Regions from separate parts of the Mus musculus genome. Here all the other regions are linked to region 5. A link is a contact called in public Hi-C, HiChIP or PLAC-seq and promoter capture Hi-C data. All regions are on one chromosome and are shown on one strand. The core of a region is the stretch at or near the end of the contact, and the rest is flanking DNA. Distances in the headings are between cores, read along the strand shown.

Region 1 (2,700 bases), core at 59-2,558, 570 kb after region 5:
GTAGGCTAAGGCCACCCCTTCAAGCAGTGCTTTATAGTGATTGTACCAGCAGGGGGCGCCCGAGCACCACAGTTTCCGAAACAGAGTGTCAAACACCAGGTTTGACTTGTTACTGCCCCTTGGTACCTAGAAGGGCAAATATTGGGCGAAAGGAAAACAAGGCGTCTTTGGGGAGAATTTGTCCAGGGTGCAATCGTTTCTGGACTCGCGATAATGAGCGCTTTTCGTGCTTGTTCCTAGTCCCACACTGAGTTCTCCTGAGATCAGAGCCCCTCTCCTTCCCACACACTAGGGCAGGGGCGCCTCTCTTTGTGGCGCATGCCCCTACCCCACCCCCTTGCTGTGGTCTGTGGTCTTTCTAATCTTTTCTAGGCTGTTTCCCCTCCCCGCTCCCCCCTCCATCCCCCACCCCACCCCTACCCCGTGAAGAACACCACCAGTAACAGCCTTAGATAAACTGCTGCTGTGATAAAACACTTACCAAAAACAATCTAGGGAAGGCAAAGGTTTGTTTCAGTTTATAGTTTATAGGCTGTTGTTGAAAGAATCCAAGCCAAGAACTCAAGGTGAGAACCTGGAAGGCAGATTCAACCCTCTCTTCTTGGGCACAAACACACACACACACACACACACACACACACACGCTTGTACACATACAAAATACACCTAATTAAAAAAATATTTTTTTAAACGAGAGAAGATAGCACACTCCACCAGAGGCACCTTACCCTGTTCTGTTTACACTAATTAAGTCTATGTGGTGTTAAGCATTTAGAGTTCAAAGAAAGATTAAAACGCAGTGCCTGTGCTCTAGAGCAACAGCAAGGACAGATGAGGTGCTTGTGAGTTACCGTGTGGGTGCTGGGGACAGAACCAGGGTTGTCCCTGAGGACACTGTCCTGGTAATCCAGGCAGGTCACAGGGCCACCTGTTTGGTCTGCATGTGGTACACAGATTACATGCAGGTAAAAGCATACGTGCACACAGACAAGATGGTAATGGCACCAAGTGTCTGTCTCATTACATACGGCCACCGCCGCCACCTCTTGTTATGGCAATGCCTCGGGTGGAATCATTCTTTCTGCAGAAGTCTCTGCTCTCCTGATCATAGCCTTAAGCGGAGGTGGCGGATAGCTCAGTATTCGGGTGCTCCTCGAGCATGCGTGAGACCCTGGGTTCTGTCTCCAGCACACATATTACCCCTACCACCAACAAAACAGTTAAACCTGTGTTTCTCATCGCAGGACCGTTCTGGATAAGCTCCTCCCAGAGATATTTAAACCAGGGTCAGCTGCCCTTGCACAGGGCCAGCATGTGTGTTCAGCAAACACAACCCATGAGGAGGAATTAGCTCACTCGCTCGATGAGAGCGGACCACAGGCAGGGCAGAACACTGCCTCCAGTCCAGGATCAGCCATGGACATGGTGAAGGTCAATTCCATGGACTTCGGAGAATTTGTGGATGTGTTTGGGAACATTGTTGAGAAATGCCCTCTGATTGCCGCTGCTGTCTGGTCCCAGCGTCCATTCTCTGGCTTGGAAGACTTAGAAAATCACTTTTTTGCCTTTATTGATGCTCTCCCGAGATCAGGTAAGACTTCAGGACCGTGTGCGCGAAGTCATTTTCAATATTGTATATAAAAATATTTTAGATTACTTTAGCCTCCTTACTCAGTTATTTAGCCGGGATTATTAGAAGGATCAGTAGACATCCTTTCAAACGCTAGTCTCTTGAAGGTGGACACAAGAACATGGGGGCGGGATGGGCAAGGTAGCATGGATGGCCGAGGACAGCGGAGGCAGAGGGAGGACAATCTCTGAGGTCGAGACCAGCCTGATCTAGAGCGAGTTCCAGGACGGCCAGGGCTATTGGAGGTCAAGAATGGGAACAGGGCAAAGGCCTTGGTGACTCAGAAGCTGAAGGCCCACTTTGGCAATGCCCTGGATGAAAGAGAGGATAGCGAGGACCTCCCAGGGACCCCAGAGAGGAACGGGAAGCGCTGAGCGATTTTCAAAAAAAAAGGGCCGGTTTGGACCAGACAAGGATGCATTCATTTAGATCCCAAGACTCTTTGCAGAGAGAAGTAAAATGGGAGCAAAGCAATGTTTTCTGGGGAGAGTGGGCCACAGGGTGGGGAGAAGAGGGGGTAGAGGTTTATTCAGGATGGCACAGCGGCCGAAGGTCCAAAGGTACATAGTCCCTGTTCATAGGCTACTATGGGTTCTGAGAATAAACCCGACATGCCCTTGGGGAACAAAGTCAGAGGGTAGGAGTCACCTGCCCTTGAGACTGTTCTTAGTCTTCGGTCAGGAGGGTGGTCTCAGGACAGAGCAGGCACTCGCAGCTGCGTTCAGTATGGCTGTGACACTCTGTGGATTCTCAGACTCCTCTGTATGGCTGCCTATGAGAACTTACAGAGGAAGAGCACAGGTCCAGGTTATAAAATCAAGCTGAGGACTGGAGAGATGGCTCAGCAGTTAGGAGCACTGGCTGCTCTTCCAGTGGACTGGAGATCAATTTTAAGCACACATTCCCCACCCCCCAAAGATGCTCGCAAAGGCGTCTAACTCCAGGATCTGGTGTCCTGCTCTGGCCTCCGTAAACACCAAGGACACATGTGATGTGCAGACATACATGCAAACAAAACACTCAAATATGTGAAATTTAAGTGTGTGTGTGTGTGTGTGTGTGTGTGTGTG
Region 2 (2,888 bases), core at 26-2,525, 550 kb after region 5:
CATGGCTACCCCAAGGAAAAAGGGGTGAGGAACAGGCAAGAGAGCAAGAGAGCCTCCCTCGGATGGAATCCAGAGGGAGAGGGACTAGTCAAAGCCAGTCCAGGCTGGGCAGCCTTCTTGCTGGTCAGAAGGAGCCTTCCCAGAGCAGCTGGGAAGAATACGGGCAGGGCAGGTAGTCAGGAGGACATGATGGGGATGGGGACAGACATCTAGGAGATGCCACATGAAGAAAGCCAGACTTGGAGAAGGAGGGCAGGAGTCACGGCACAGACATTCCTGTTTTTATAGGCTTTGTTCTTTTAAAGGCTGAGGAGAGCGTAGTGGACCCCCATGGACACCATGTGCTCTCTTACAGAGTTCATTCCCTTCAGAGACTCTGGGCTCTACTCTCATGTACTCCTCGAAACTCATCGTTATCTTCTGTCTGTCTGTCTGCCCCCTGTACCCTGTATGTGCATGTGAAAGCAAGTGTGTGTGTGTGTGTGTGTGTGTGTGTGTGTGTGTGTGTGTGTGTGTATGAGAATGTGGGGCCCATGTACCGTAGTGTGTGTGCAGAAGTCAGAGGACAAACTGTGGGAGTTAATTCTTCCACTGTGGGACCCAGGAATCGAACTCAGGACATCAGGGTTACATGGTTAATGCGTTTTCTCACTGAGCTATCATCTCTTTGGTCCCCCCAAACTCACTTCTTCTGAATGCTTTCTTCAATCTTAATCTATTTATTCATTTAGAGACACGACCTCTATGTGTAGTCCAGGCTGGCCTCAAACTTAGAAATCCTCCTGCCTCAGCCTCTCCAGTGCTGCGATTATGGATCTGCACCACTAGGCCTGTCAGATATGATGCACTTTTATTCTGAAAGCCAGTTCTTTATCCAAAAGGGATTCTGTTCTCGCACGCACACACGCACGCACAGGAAGCCGGCTGTTAGAAGCGTCTCTGGAGCTAGGCGAAGGCCCCCTTTGGCACTTCTTTGGCTCATAGCTCCAGGGATGCCTCAGATGACTGCAGCTGAGTTAACTTAGGACTCAGCCAGTGTTCTCGGGATGTATGACAGTCATGGGTCTCTGTCCTCTGTAACTGTTGTGAGTCTCTCTCTGAAGGTGTAAGTCACAGACCATGTCATTCAAGCCTCTCTCTTCCAGTGTGTCCACAGAGACCTGGCAGCCAGGAATGTGTTGGTCACCCACGGGAAGGTGGTGAAGATCTGTGACTTTGGACTGGCCCGAGACATCCTGAGCGACTCCAGCTACGTCGTCAGGGGCAACGTGAGCCGTTTGCTTTTTGTCACGAGTACAGGAAACACCTGCACTCTCTGTGATGCGTTTTTGATTTATGGTGACACCAAGGGGAGAAAAAAAAAACTCCCAGTGCTTCACTTCTTTAGGCTGAAAAGATTGTTTTGTGCTCACTAAGAGCTAAGCAAAATAGCCACGCATCTCTGGGGGGCTGGCCACTCAGAACAGATCCATTAGGGGTTGGCATGAGATCTTCACCTGAAAAAAAAAATGCCCTTACTCAGACCTGTTTCGGTTTCCTTAGCTATAAAGTGGCTTTATATGTGTTTTATGTTTCCGATCATGAGACAAGCTAGCATGTATAAAAAGCTTTTTGTTTTTTTTTTTTCTGAACAGGCAGCACACAGGTATTCACTATAAAGTTTAAAGGTGCTGTAGTTAACTGGTAGCGTTTGTTACCCTGTTACTATATGAAGAGTTCAGGAAGACTCCAAATACAACATAACTGACATGTGTTCGTTCAAAGAGAATGTGAGGGGGCCAGAGAGATGGCTCAGTGGTTAAGAGCATAGAGTGCTTTTCCAGGGGACCCAAGTTTGATACCCAGCACCCACGGCAGGATGCTCGCAAGCATCTATAACTCCAGCTCCAAGGAATCTAGTGCCTCTGGCCTCTTTGGACATGTGTGCTCATGTGCACATACTTACACATAAGTGAAAATCAATTCAAAGTATGATGAGGCAAAAAATGAATGTTTAAGAAGGGAAGAAAGAGAGAGAGAAAGAAAGATAGACAGAAAATGATAGATAGATAAACAGACAAATGATTGATAGATAAACAGACAGAAGACATATAGACAATGATAGACAGACAGATAGACAGTGAGATGTCTCAGCAGGTAAAGGTAGTTGCTACCAAGCCTGAGGGCTGGAGTTGCCCCCCAAAAACACATGGTGGAAAAACTGGAATGGTATAAGTTGACCTCTGACCTTCACCTGTGTGCCGAGCATGCACCCTCCCCCAGCGCCCACACACATGCACAGGAATAAAAACATAATTATTCTTCTTTTCATTTTTCAAGACAGGGTTTCTCTGTGTAGCCCTGGCTGTCCTGGAACTCACTCTGTAGACCAGGCTGGCCTCGGAACTCAGACAGAGATCTGCCTGCCTCTGCCTCTGCCTCTGCCTCTGGAGCACTGGGGCTAAGGATGTGCGCTGCCACCATGTCCCCCTGGCATCAAATTTTTAAAGAAAGAAAGAATGAAATGAACAGTAAGGGCTGAAGAGCTCAGGCGTAGAGCTCTGGCCTGGCCTTCGCGAGGCTTTGGTTCAAGCCTCAGAATGAGGAAGAAAAAGAAGGAATTAGGACACCTTGGTGCAAGTCCCCCTGGTGCTGTGTGTTCAGCCAGTGCTGGGGGAGGGGGGCAGGGGGGAGGGGGAGGGGAGTCTCAGTACCATCATCCCTGCTTATGAAATGACAGCAGCCCAGGCTGCCCCAGTTCCTCCTCTCTGCTCGACACTCTCAGTACTCACTTCGGTCTGAAAATACCCACTCTGTGAAGAGGAAATTGAGACAAAGAAAAGCAACTTGCCCGCGGTTGCTAACTTGCCCCGTGTGGATGTGAGCGTGCAGAGCCTGCATCCCTGTCG
Region 3 (2,871 bases), core at 281-2,780, 980 kb after region 5:
CTGTACCTCATGGCTTTTCTTTCTTTCTTTCTTTCTTTCTTTCTTTCTTTCTTTCTTTCTTTCTTTCTTTCTTTCTTTCTCCCTTTCTTTCTTTCTTTCTTTCTTTCTTTCTTTCTTTGTTTCTTTCTTTCTTTCTTTCCTCTTTCTTTCTTTCTTTCTTTCTTTCTTTCTTTCTTTCTTTCTTTCTTTCTTTTTAAAATGGAGTAAGGGTTTCTTTTTTTTTTTTTAAGATTTATTTATTTATTATATGTAAGTACACTGTAGCTGTCTTCAGACACTCCAGAAGAGGGAGTCAGATCTTCTTACAGATGGTTGTGAGCCACCATGTGGTTGCTGGGATTTGAACTCCGGACCTTCGGAAGAGCAGTCGGGTGCTCTTACCCACTGAGCCATCTCACCAGCCCTCTTTCTTTTTTTAAATTGTTTTTTTCAAATATTTTATTTTTGTTTTATGTATATGAATACACTGTCACTGCCTACAGATATACAAGAAGAGGGCTTCAGATTCCATTATAGATGGTTGTGAGCCACCTCATGGTTGCTGGGAATTGAACTCAGAACCTCTGGAAGAGCAGCCAGTGTTCTTAACTGCGAGCCATCTCTCTAGCCCCTACTTCATGGTTTTTCAATGTCAAGTTAACCTCATTATCTGAAAATAGAGGCAATAATACAGAACTTGTACAGTCATACTAAAATATATGTATAGTAGATTTGAAAATTATGAGAACCAAGTGGGGTTTTTGTTGTCATTCTTTTTAATTTAAGACCCAGGGGCAGAGAGATATAAAATAAAAGAACCCCGATGGGGCTGGTGAGATGGCTCAGTGGGTAAGAGCACCCGACTGCTCTTCCGAAGGTCAGGAGTTCAAATCCCAGCAACCACATGGTGGCTCACAACCATCCGTAACGAGATCTGGCGCCCTCTTCTGGAGTGTCTGAAGACAGCTTCAGTGTACTTACATATAATAAATAAATTAAAAAAAAAAAAAAAAAAAAAAAAAGAACCCCGATGGCTGAGTCTCCCATTAATCTTAAGTTATTCAAAGATACCAGAATGGATTTTTTTTCTTTTCTTAGCTTTCTGGTGTTTTGAGACAGGATTTCACTATAGCCCAGGCTGGCCCTAGGTCTCCAGTTCTTAGCCTCCTTGGCTTGTATCACACATGTGGCCAATAATGAATTCTTTTGTTTTGAGACAGAGTTTCTCTGTGTAGCCCTGGCTATCCTAGAACTCTCTTTGTAGACCAGGCTGGCCTTGAACTTAGAGCTCCACCTACCTCTGCCTCCCAAGTGCTGCCAGCAACATATTCTCTCTTTTTTTAAACTTTATTTTATGTGTATGAGTATCCCATTTGCATGCCAGCCAGGGAATCATATCACATTATAGATGGTCAGGTTGCTGAGAGTTGAACTCAGGACCTCTAGAAGAGTAGCCAGTGCTCTTAACTGCTGAGACATCTCTCCAGCCCCAGCCATGTATTATTAATGTCTAGCCTCCTGGAGCTTGTCTTAGTCAGTTTCCTGTTGCAGCGACAAAATACCCCACGAGGGAGTCAGTCGGTTTACAGAAGGAAGGGTTTAGTGTACTTACCACCACAGCAGGGAGGCTTGGCGGCAAACTGCAGGCTCAGTAGGAGGGGCAGGAAGCTGAGAGCTCACATTTTCAAACACAAGCTCAAAGCATCAAGAGCATTCTCAAAATGGCCATTTCTAGAGGTCAACACGCTTCCCCCCCCCACCCCCCAGCCCCAGTGACCTACGTTCTCCAGTAAAGTCACACCTTCTAGTCCTCCACAGACAATGTTACCGTAAATTGGGGGCCAAGTGTTTAACTATTTGAGCCTATGGGAGATGTTTCTTATTCGAACTGAATAGCGCTTTTTTTTTTCTCCCATTGTAGCACTGGCTAGCCTGAGACTCACTATGTAGACCAGGCTGGCTTCTGATGCGCACCCAGCCTGGACAGCATTTCTATGAGGCCGTCTATTTTAGCTGAGGTTGTGATTCTCCATCTGCGGCTGCCCTGGGGCTTTAATCTAGATCATAGATGAGCCGGGGAGTAAGGGTAGGGAGCCTTCCACACAGAGTGTGGAGTCCAGTCACATAATCCAAGAAAAGGAGTGGAGCCCCCTGATGGGCAGAGACGGAGCTGCCCCAGGCTTGCTGACTGATGTCTGTACAAACATATTTGCTTGCACCCGGTGTGACATGCCTAGGACCAGCGTGTTTCTGACTTGGGGAGTTTTTCAAATTTGGGAATGTGTCCACAGACTTGACTTGTCTAAGTTTTGGCTTCAGACTTGCATTCGGGGTGCACAACAATTACCTGGGTTTCTGGGAAACTCTCCTTCAGTGTACCATCCGTCACCCTAGAGATAGATCCCCTCTCTCTCTTAGCCCCATGAAGGACATTTAGAGTCCACAAAGCTCTCTCACACAAATCTCGTTTATTTCTAACAGTACCAGTCAATATACATTGGGTGCTTGGACTGTCTTTTGAAGATATCTCTTGACCTTAAGCTCTGTCTTTGGTGTTGGTGGTACACAGTGTTTCTTGTTCTCCATGGCAAAATGTCTCCTTTTCCATCAAAAAACAAAGCAGGTGGGAGTCCCTAAGTTTAATCCCCTGCCAACAAGAGTACAGAAGATTGCTGGTTACTGATCTCTCAAAATAGACTCTGTGGTTCCAGGTAGGTCAGCCACACCTCAGTATATGGCCCCACACCCAGAGAAGTACATGGAAGGCACAAGCTGGAGTTGGGAGAAATTTACATTTAAAAAACAAAAGGGAACTCAAATGGATGGGGAGATGAGTGTGAATTCAGAAGAAGTGAAAATAGTATTAAATATATAGTATATATTCTAAAGGAT
Region 4 (2,700 bases), core at 12-2,511, 950 kb after region 5:
GGTGCAAAGGCAACCGAAGGAAACAGCTCCCAGCCCCAAACACAATCTCCAAGTGGGACCCTGGAGGTGGGGAAGGGGATGCTGTCATGAATCCACAGTAAAGCTATATCATATCCTAACATCCAGTTCTGTGTTTCCCAACTATGGAAATAATCTGAAATACAGGAAAGGTGGCATCAAGCCTTCAATCACAGCCAGTGGACAGGAAGACACAAGTGAGCCACACTGCTCAGCACGGCGTCAAAGAACCTTGTTCAGATCCAGTCCCAGGGCAGGACCCGTACTAATCAAATTATTGTCGAGTTTGGAACAATAAACACAACTTCAAAGCCACGTGTGGTGGTGCACACCTTTAATACTAGCACTCTGGAGGCAGAGGCAAGTGGATCTTTGAGTTCGAGGCCAGTCAGGTCTACAGAGTGAGTTCAGAGTGAGTTACACAGAGAAACCCCGTCTCAAAAAAACAATGATAATAATGATGATGGTGATGAACCACAACTTTTAAGTGTCCACTAGAAAGCAAGCTCTGCCTCGGACACAGGGACAAAGAAAGGCCAAAATGTGGGAACAGAATGGTCAAAGAGAAACAGGGATAAAGTTACAAAGTATGTTATGAGGGACAACAGTGGGTTGGTAAGTCTGTCAAGAGATAGACCAGGGTACAACCAAATATAAGAACCAGGGTAAAGGGCCAAGCAGGAAGGCTTTTCCTGACCACCTTTACCCACAGCCTTAGTACCCGACCAAAGCCCGCCTGCAATTAAAAGGGTGCACACTTGTTGCTTGCAGGAAATCCTGACATCCTAGAATTCGGTCTTTGCAGAGCGCCTGCCCTGCCCTGCCCTGCCCTGCCCTGCCCTGCCCTGCCCTGCCCTGCCCCAGCCAAGCCCAGGACGCAGCCCCTGCGCCAGGCCCTGCCGTGCACACGGGCGGCCAGGTTACCTCCCCCGTGTGTTTGCATAGGTGCGCGTCTAGCTTCCAGGCTTTGTTGTAACTGGCGCTGCAGTCGGGAAAGGAGCAGATGAACCTGCTGGGCAGCGCGGGGCGCGGCGGCGCGGGGCCCTCACAGGCCCCGACGAACGCATCCGCGATGGTCAGCGACGACACCGCTTCCGCGACTGACACCCGCGGCTCCAGGGCGACACGATCGGGCCCGGGCTGACGCGGGGCAGCCACGTGCCGTCCCCGGGAACGCGGGACGCAAGCCACTGGCGCCCGGAGACTTTGAACTTCCGGGAACGCGGCCCGCTAAGGCTCCAGGCCCCGCCCCTTAGCCCCCCCCCCACGCGCGCCACGACTGCGCATGCTCCCAGAGGCCGTAGAGCCCGGTTGCACATGCGCATCCAGGACTCGTCCACGGCGAGAGGCAGCCAGGCTCTGGGCTCTGGTTTCGCGGCTTAGGGAAACGGAAGCGCTGCTTAAACGTCCCAAATATCAACCTGACATGACTTAAGGTGGCCTGTTTTTCACATTCCAGTTTTGCCCTCTGCATCCTGCCACTAGCCTCAGGACATGGTGAATCCCAAGCTTGTCTGCTCCTTCGAGTCACGTGGAATTTTTTTTCAAAATTCCGAAGCCCAGAACTTAACCAGGACCAATTAAACCTTAATTTCTGACAGCAATTGTGCTGGTGTTTTGTCAACTTTCCTTTTGTATCACTGAGTCCTCTAGTGTTTGACGCTGTTTTCAGTTGTGGGATTTCCTCTTTCCCTTATCTTGATTTAATCTCCGTAATGGCAGAGACTGGAAAATACCCTATTCGAATCCTCCCTGGCAAAGTGTAGTGCATCAATGAAGGGCAGAACCGATCTTTCTGCTAGTTGGATGACGACAACCATGGGAAATCTTAAAGCTTGTTTGTTTGTTTGTTTGTTTGTTTGGTTTTGGTTTTTCGAGACAGGGTTTCTCTGTATAGCCCTGGCTGACCTGGACTTCACTTTGTAGACCAGGCTGGCCTCGAACTCAGAAATCCGCCTGCCTCTGCCTCCCGAGTGCTGGGATTAAAGGCGTGCGCCACCACACCCAGCTTTTTTTTTTTTTTTTTTTTTTTTTTAATGAATATCTTTACTGAAGAAGGTTAAAATGTACTTTATTCCAGTCAAACTAATCTACAAGAAAAAGGATTGAATGGAGGGCGGTCTCAACACTGTTGACAGGTCATTCTCTGTGCGGCCCTGTTGGGATCTCATGCTCACGGCCCCCTCTGCTCCTTGTAGTCATGCCCCATGCGCATGTGCAGATTGCTGGCCGGCTCTTCCTTCCTTCCAGTCCCTCTTCCCCTTTCTCACTCTCTTGTCTGCTCTACCCCATCAGCGGACACTCTTCTTTCAGCTCCAGTCTTCTGTCTCTCCTTTTCCCTGAAGATGAGCTTCTAGAAGATTCTGAGATCCCACCCCTGTGACCATTGTTTTCCAAGGATTTTGGTCTCAGTCAAGCAGCCTGGACTTCTTCATCTTCTTTTTCTCCTCCTGCTTGATAACCCTGGTTAGACAATATGGGACCCAGCCAGGATTCAGGTTCTTTCCAGACCCTAACATACCAGTTTCGGGAATGGGGAGTGTGTTTGGGGGAGGGGGGCAGATTGTGAGTCATGAACATGGACAGAACTAGCCCAGTAGTGGTAGTGCATGGCTTTAACCCCACACAGGAGGCAGAAACAGGTGGATCTCTGAATTCAAAGCCAGCTTGCTCTTACAGAGT
Region 5 (2,821 bases), core at 214-2,713:
AAGAAAGAAAGAAAGAAAGAAAGAAAGAAAGAAAGAAGAAGAAGAAGAAGAAGAAGAAGAAGAAGAAGAAGAAGAAGAAGAAAAATTGTCAACAAGAGGTTGGAAATCAATCAAACTCTGTAGATCAGCTAGCAGCAATGTTTGTTATTTTAGGCATATGAAGATTGTACAGTGCTGTGAAACTGTCAAGAGTGCGATGTTGAGAGTTACTTCCTCAATTCTCTCTGTGGCTATCTAGAGTCATCAGATCGCCTTCTCTCCAGTACAGAATATCCTTTTCTGCTAGTCAGCTCCTTTAGCCGCCCTTCCCACTCTGAAGCTGTTCCAGATCTGCCTCGAGAGAGGGTGGTTCAGTGGTTAGGAGCATTGCACCAGTACTCTCATCTGGGCAAAAATAGCCCATAGTCTGGAGTGTTACTCCTTTATCAATAAGGCTCTGGCCCACATCTGACCTTGATCTCTAGATAAGAGTAAGAGGCGCATTTGCAGGATTGTCCCCCACTTCCTGACGCAACCACTCCAGCCTAAGGTCTTCCTTTTTTGGACGGGTCCCCAAATCACAGAACTCTCAGCTTGCTTCTCTTCCTCAGGAAGTAACCCCCTATCAGCTGCAGGTGTGCTCCAGCTGTGCGCGTTGGCGGCCATTAGCGGCGGTCCTACTGTCTAGGGTGTTGCCATGGCTTTGTGAGACTTACTTACATCTTCTCAACAGAGAAAGAGCCGACTTTCAGAGAGATTTAACAATCCCCTCCCCCGCAACTCAGCAGGGGTGGCTGGAGAGAAGCTCACTAATGAAGAACACTTACTGCTCTGGGTTCCGTTTCTACGCTCTCAGGGCAGCTCACAACTGCCTGTAACACAAATTCTAGCACCATTTTCTGACCTCTGCTCGGCGTGGGCATACACATAAAATAAATGACTACGTAAAATGTAGTGAATATTTCGTTTAAATTTTCCCAAGGCCAACAACTCCCCTACTCGGAACTCTTCTCCTCTCATGAACTTTCAGTGTCTTCTCTCTCACATTGCTTGTGCAGACGCTTGCTGGGTCCACCGGAATGCTGCAGTGAACTGCAACCCTAGCGTATGACGTTTCCAACCACTTATTATTATCATCATTATTATCATTATTATTATTATCATTATCTGCTTTGGACAGGAGTCTTGTTATATCGTTGGGCTAGTCTCGAACTCTCGATCCAGATACCTATGACTCCACGGCGCTTCAGCGAAAACCAATAATCCTATCCAGATACGCTTAGCAGAACCTTCGCAGAGCTGCCGGGATCACCCAACTTGCCCAGCAACTCGGGGAGATTCAGCCGCTGAACCTTCGGGGGCGGGTGCAAGAGAATGACACTGCGCTAGACCAATCGCTACGGGGGCGCCGGCCGCCATACCCAATCACAAGCGAGCTAGGGAAGCGGGTGACAGCTCCGGCCGAAGATTGCCAGCTCTTGGCAGAGTGATGATGCTCGGCGGCCGAGTCACCACTAGGGCCCAAAGACCAAGAGTGCGGCGGCGCGGGGAGCGGCGGGGACTGAGTCCAGGGCCAACAGAGTCCGGGAGGTGCGCTTATTTCTCTTTGCCTTCTAACAGGGCTCGAGTGTCCCGTCCCAAGGGACGTCCCCCTGTTGCGGTCTAGCTCCACCTCGCTGCCCCTTCCTTTGGCTCTTCCCAGCTGGCGAACCGTGCTGAAAACCCGGGGGCGCTACGCCCCGCACTGGGTAACGGAGAACACAGTCCCGACTACGGTCCCACCTGTGCCTAGCCTAGCAGGAAAACTGTAACCGTGGGGTGAGTTTTAAAAACGAAAACAGAAACTAAACTCCCCTTCCGATCGGGAGCTGCTTTTTACAAGGCCCTTAACCTGCAGCCAAAATAATAGTAATTACATAACCTCCGGGTCCCCGGGTAACTTCATTGTTTACCTTATGGGAACCGGCCGGTGCTGTTCTGCTCAGCACTGTGAGCATTAGCTAAGCGGAGTCGGGGGCGGAGGTTGACTTAGTCCCTGCTCCTCGGAGAGAACTAGGGTACCCTCTCCCGGCAAGGGCACTCTCTCAGAAATCTGGAACTCTTTTTGCTTGCTAATGTTTGTTTATGACACATTGTTCCAACTTCCCCACTTTTGAGAATTTAGCCTCTGGGATAAAAAATCAACTGATGATTTCTATCCCCCCCCCCCACACTCGCCCCGTTTCTCTCCTCCCGCTTCCCGCTCTGCAATAGACTCGATCTGCCCACTTGAGCAATATGAAGATTTCATTCATAGAGCCCGCCATTCTCCTGAACGCGTTTGCTATGACTCTGACCATCCCGCTGACAGCGCAGTACGTGTACCGGAGGATCTGGGAGGAAACCGGTAACTACACCTTTGCTTCCAATAGCAATGGCTCTGAGTGTGACCAAAACAAAAGCAGCTCCATCTTTGCATTCCGGGAGGTAAGAAATTAAAATTAAAACCTCCCATCCTGGAGTCACAGGGAATGGAAACAGGTTCCAAACCAAAGAGGCTCTCCAAGGTGTGACCACACACACACACACACACACACACACACACACACACACACACTGAAATTAAGCCACCTTCTCTCTGTTCCTATTTCGGTTAATAGTTCCTCTTGACACCTTTAATCTGGCTCTTTCTAACTCTCTAAGGCACCTCCACTCCTGTCCCCAATCCCCACCCACCTTGTGGGACCAACTCTTTTATCCTTAGGAAATCTCACTACAATCTCACCCACTCTTCCTTGGTCTCTTGAATAACAAAAGTCCAGAAAAACTGACCAGAGTCAGCTGCCTCCCATGGGGGCGGGGC

Evidence for each region. A called contact is a pair of places that touch in the nucleus more often than the background predicts. HiChIP or PLAC-seq counts read pairs in DNA pulled down with a chosen protein or histone mark. Capture Hi-C pulls out chosen DNA fragments and counts their contacts.
Region 1: a contact with region 5 is called in an H3K27ac HiChIP or PLAC-seq map of embryonic stem cells, with 4 times the contacts expected there. The contact joins the promoter of Urad here to the promoter of Slc46a3 in region 5. A contact is called at or near these places in 4 of 39 promoter capture datasets (the HPC-7 cell line, hippocampal neurons, neutrophils and 1 more), 1 of 15 datasets of contacts at CTCF or cohesin (pro-B cells), 3 of 484 Hi-C or Micro-C datasets (B cells, the G1E-ER4 cell line and embryonic stem cells) and 4 of 115 datasets of contacts at active chromatin or transcription factors (the SCID.adh cell line, T-cell acute lymphoblastic leukemia, embryonic stem cells and 1 more).
Region 2: a contact with region 5 is called in a Hi-C map of B cells, with 17 read pairs. The contact joins the enhancer-like site here to the promoter of Slc46a3 in region 5. A contact is called at or near these places in 2 of 39 promoter capture datasets (embryonic stem cells and pre-B cells), 1 of 15 datasets of contacts at CTCF or cohesin (pro-B cells), 3 of 484 Hi-C or Micro-C datasets (B cells, the G1E-ER4 cell line and embryonic stem cells) and 8 of 115 datasets of contacts at active chromatin or transcription factors (DN3 thymocytes, the SCID.adh cell line, T-cell acute lymphoblastic leukemia and 5 more).
Region 3: a contact with region 5 is called in a FOXA1 HiChIP or PLAC-seq map of pancreatic cancer cells. The contact joins the enhancer-like site here to the promoter of Slc46a3 in region 5. A contact is called at or near these places in 1 of 39 promoter capture datasets (hippocampal neurons), 3 of 115 datasets of contacts at active chromatin or transcription factors (differentiating embryonic stem cells, large pre-B cells and pancreatic cancer cells) and 1 of 9 other capture datasets (embryonic stem cells).
Region 4: a contact with region 5 is called in a promoter capture Hi-C map of adipose tissue, with 2.8 times the contacts expected there. The contact joins the promoter of Gtf3a here to the promoter of Slc46a3 in region 5. A contact is called at or near these places in 7 of 39 promoter capture datasets (the 3T3-L1 cell line, embryonic stem cells, hippocampal neurons and 4 more), 2 of 484 Hi-C or Micro-C datasets (B cells and CD4 T cells), 2 of 115 datasets of contacts at active chromatin or transcription factors (extraembryonic endoderm stem cells and thymic regulatory T cells) and 3 of 9 other capture datasets (adipose tissue, liver and macrophages).

Annotation. Positions count from the first base shown.
Region 1 is chr5:147,321,048-147,323,747 of GRCm38.p6, reverse strand. Urad (ureidoimidazoline (2-oxo-4-hydroxy-4-carboxy-5) decarboxylase) reads left to right here and starts at 1,308. Exons shown (of 2, transcript NM_001039678.2): 1 at 1,308-1,591. The coding sequence starts at 1,417.
Region 2 is chr5:147,339,593-147,342,480 of GRCm38.p6, reverse strand. Flt3 (FMS-like tyrosine kinase 3) reads left to right here. Exons shown (of 24, transcript NM_010229.2): 20 at 1,146-1,268. Among named protein-coding and RNA genes, the nearest start is that of Urad, 19 kb to the right of the region's middle. Within about 2 kb of position 1,275, at least 83 of the 459 cell types and tissues checked have an H3K27ac peak or open chromatin away from gene starts, as enhancers often do. A contact at or near this core is called in B cells, DN3 thymocytes, the SCID.adh cell line and 4 more, where this site is marked.
Region 3 is chr5:146,915,715-146,918,585 of GRCm38.p6, reverse strand. No RefSeq gene overlaps it. Among named protein-coding and RNA genes, the nearest start is that of Gm10858, 20 kb to the right of the region's middle. Within about 2 kb of position 1,530, at least 22 of the 459 cell types and tissues checked have an H3K27ac peak or open chromatin away from gene starts, as enhancers often do. A contact at or near this core is called in differentiating embryonic stem cells, embryonic stem cells and pancreatic cancer cells, where this site is marked.
Region 4 is chr5:146,947,218-146,949,917 of GRCm38.p6, reverse strand. It overlaps Gtf3a (general transcription factor III A), which reads right to left and starts at 1,261. Exons shown (of 9, transcript NM_025652.3): 1 at 943-1,261. The coding sequence starts at 1,137.
Region 5 is chr5:147,893,457-147,896,277 of GRCm38.p6, reverse strand. Slc46a3 (solute carrier family 46, member 3) reads left to right here and starts at 1,463. Exons shown (of 6, transcript NM_027872.4): 1 at 1,463-1,797; 2 at 2,233-2,445. The coding sequence starts at 2,257.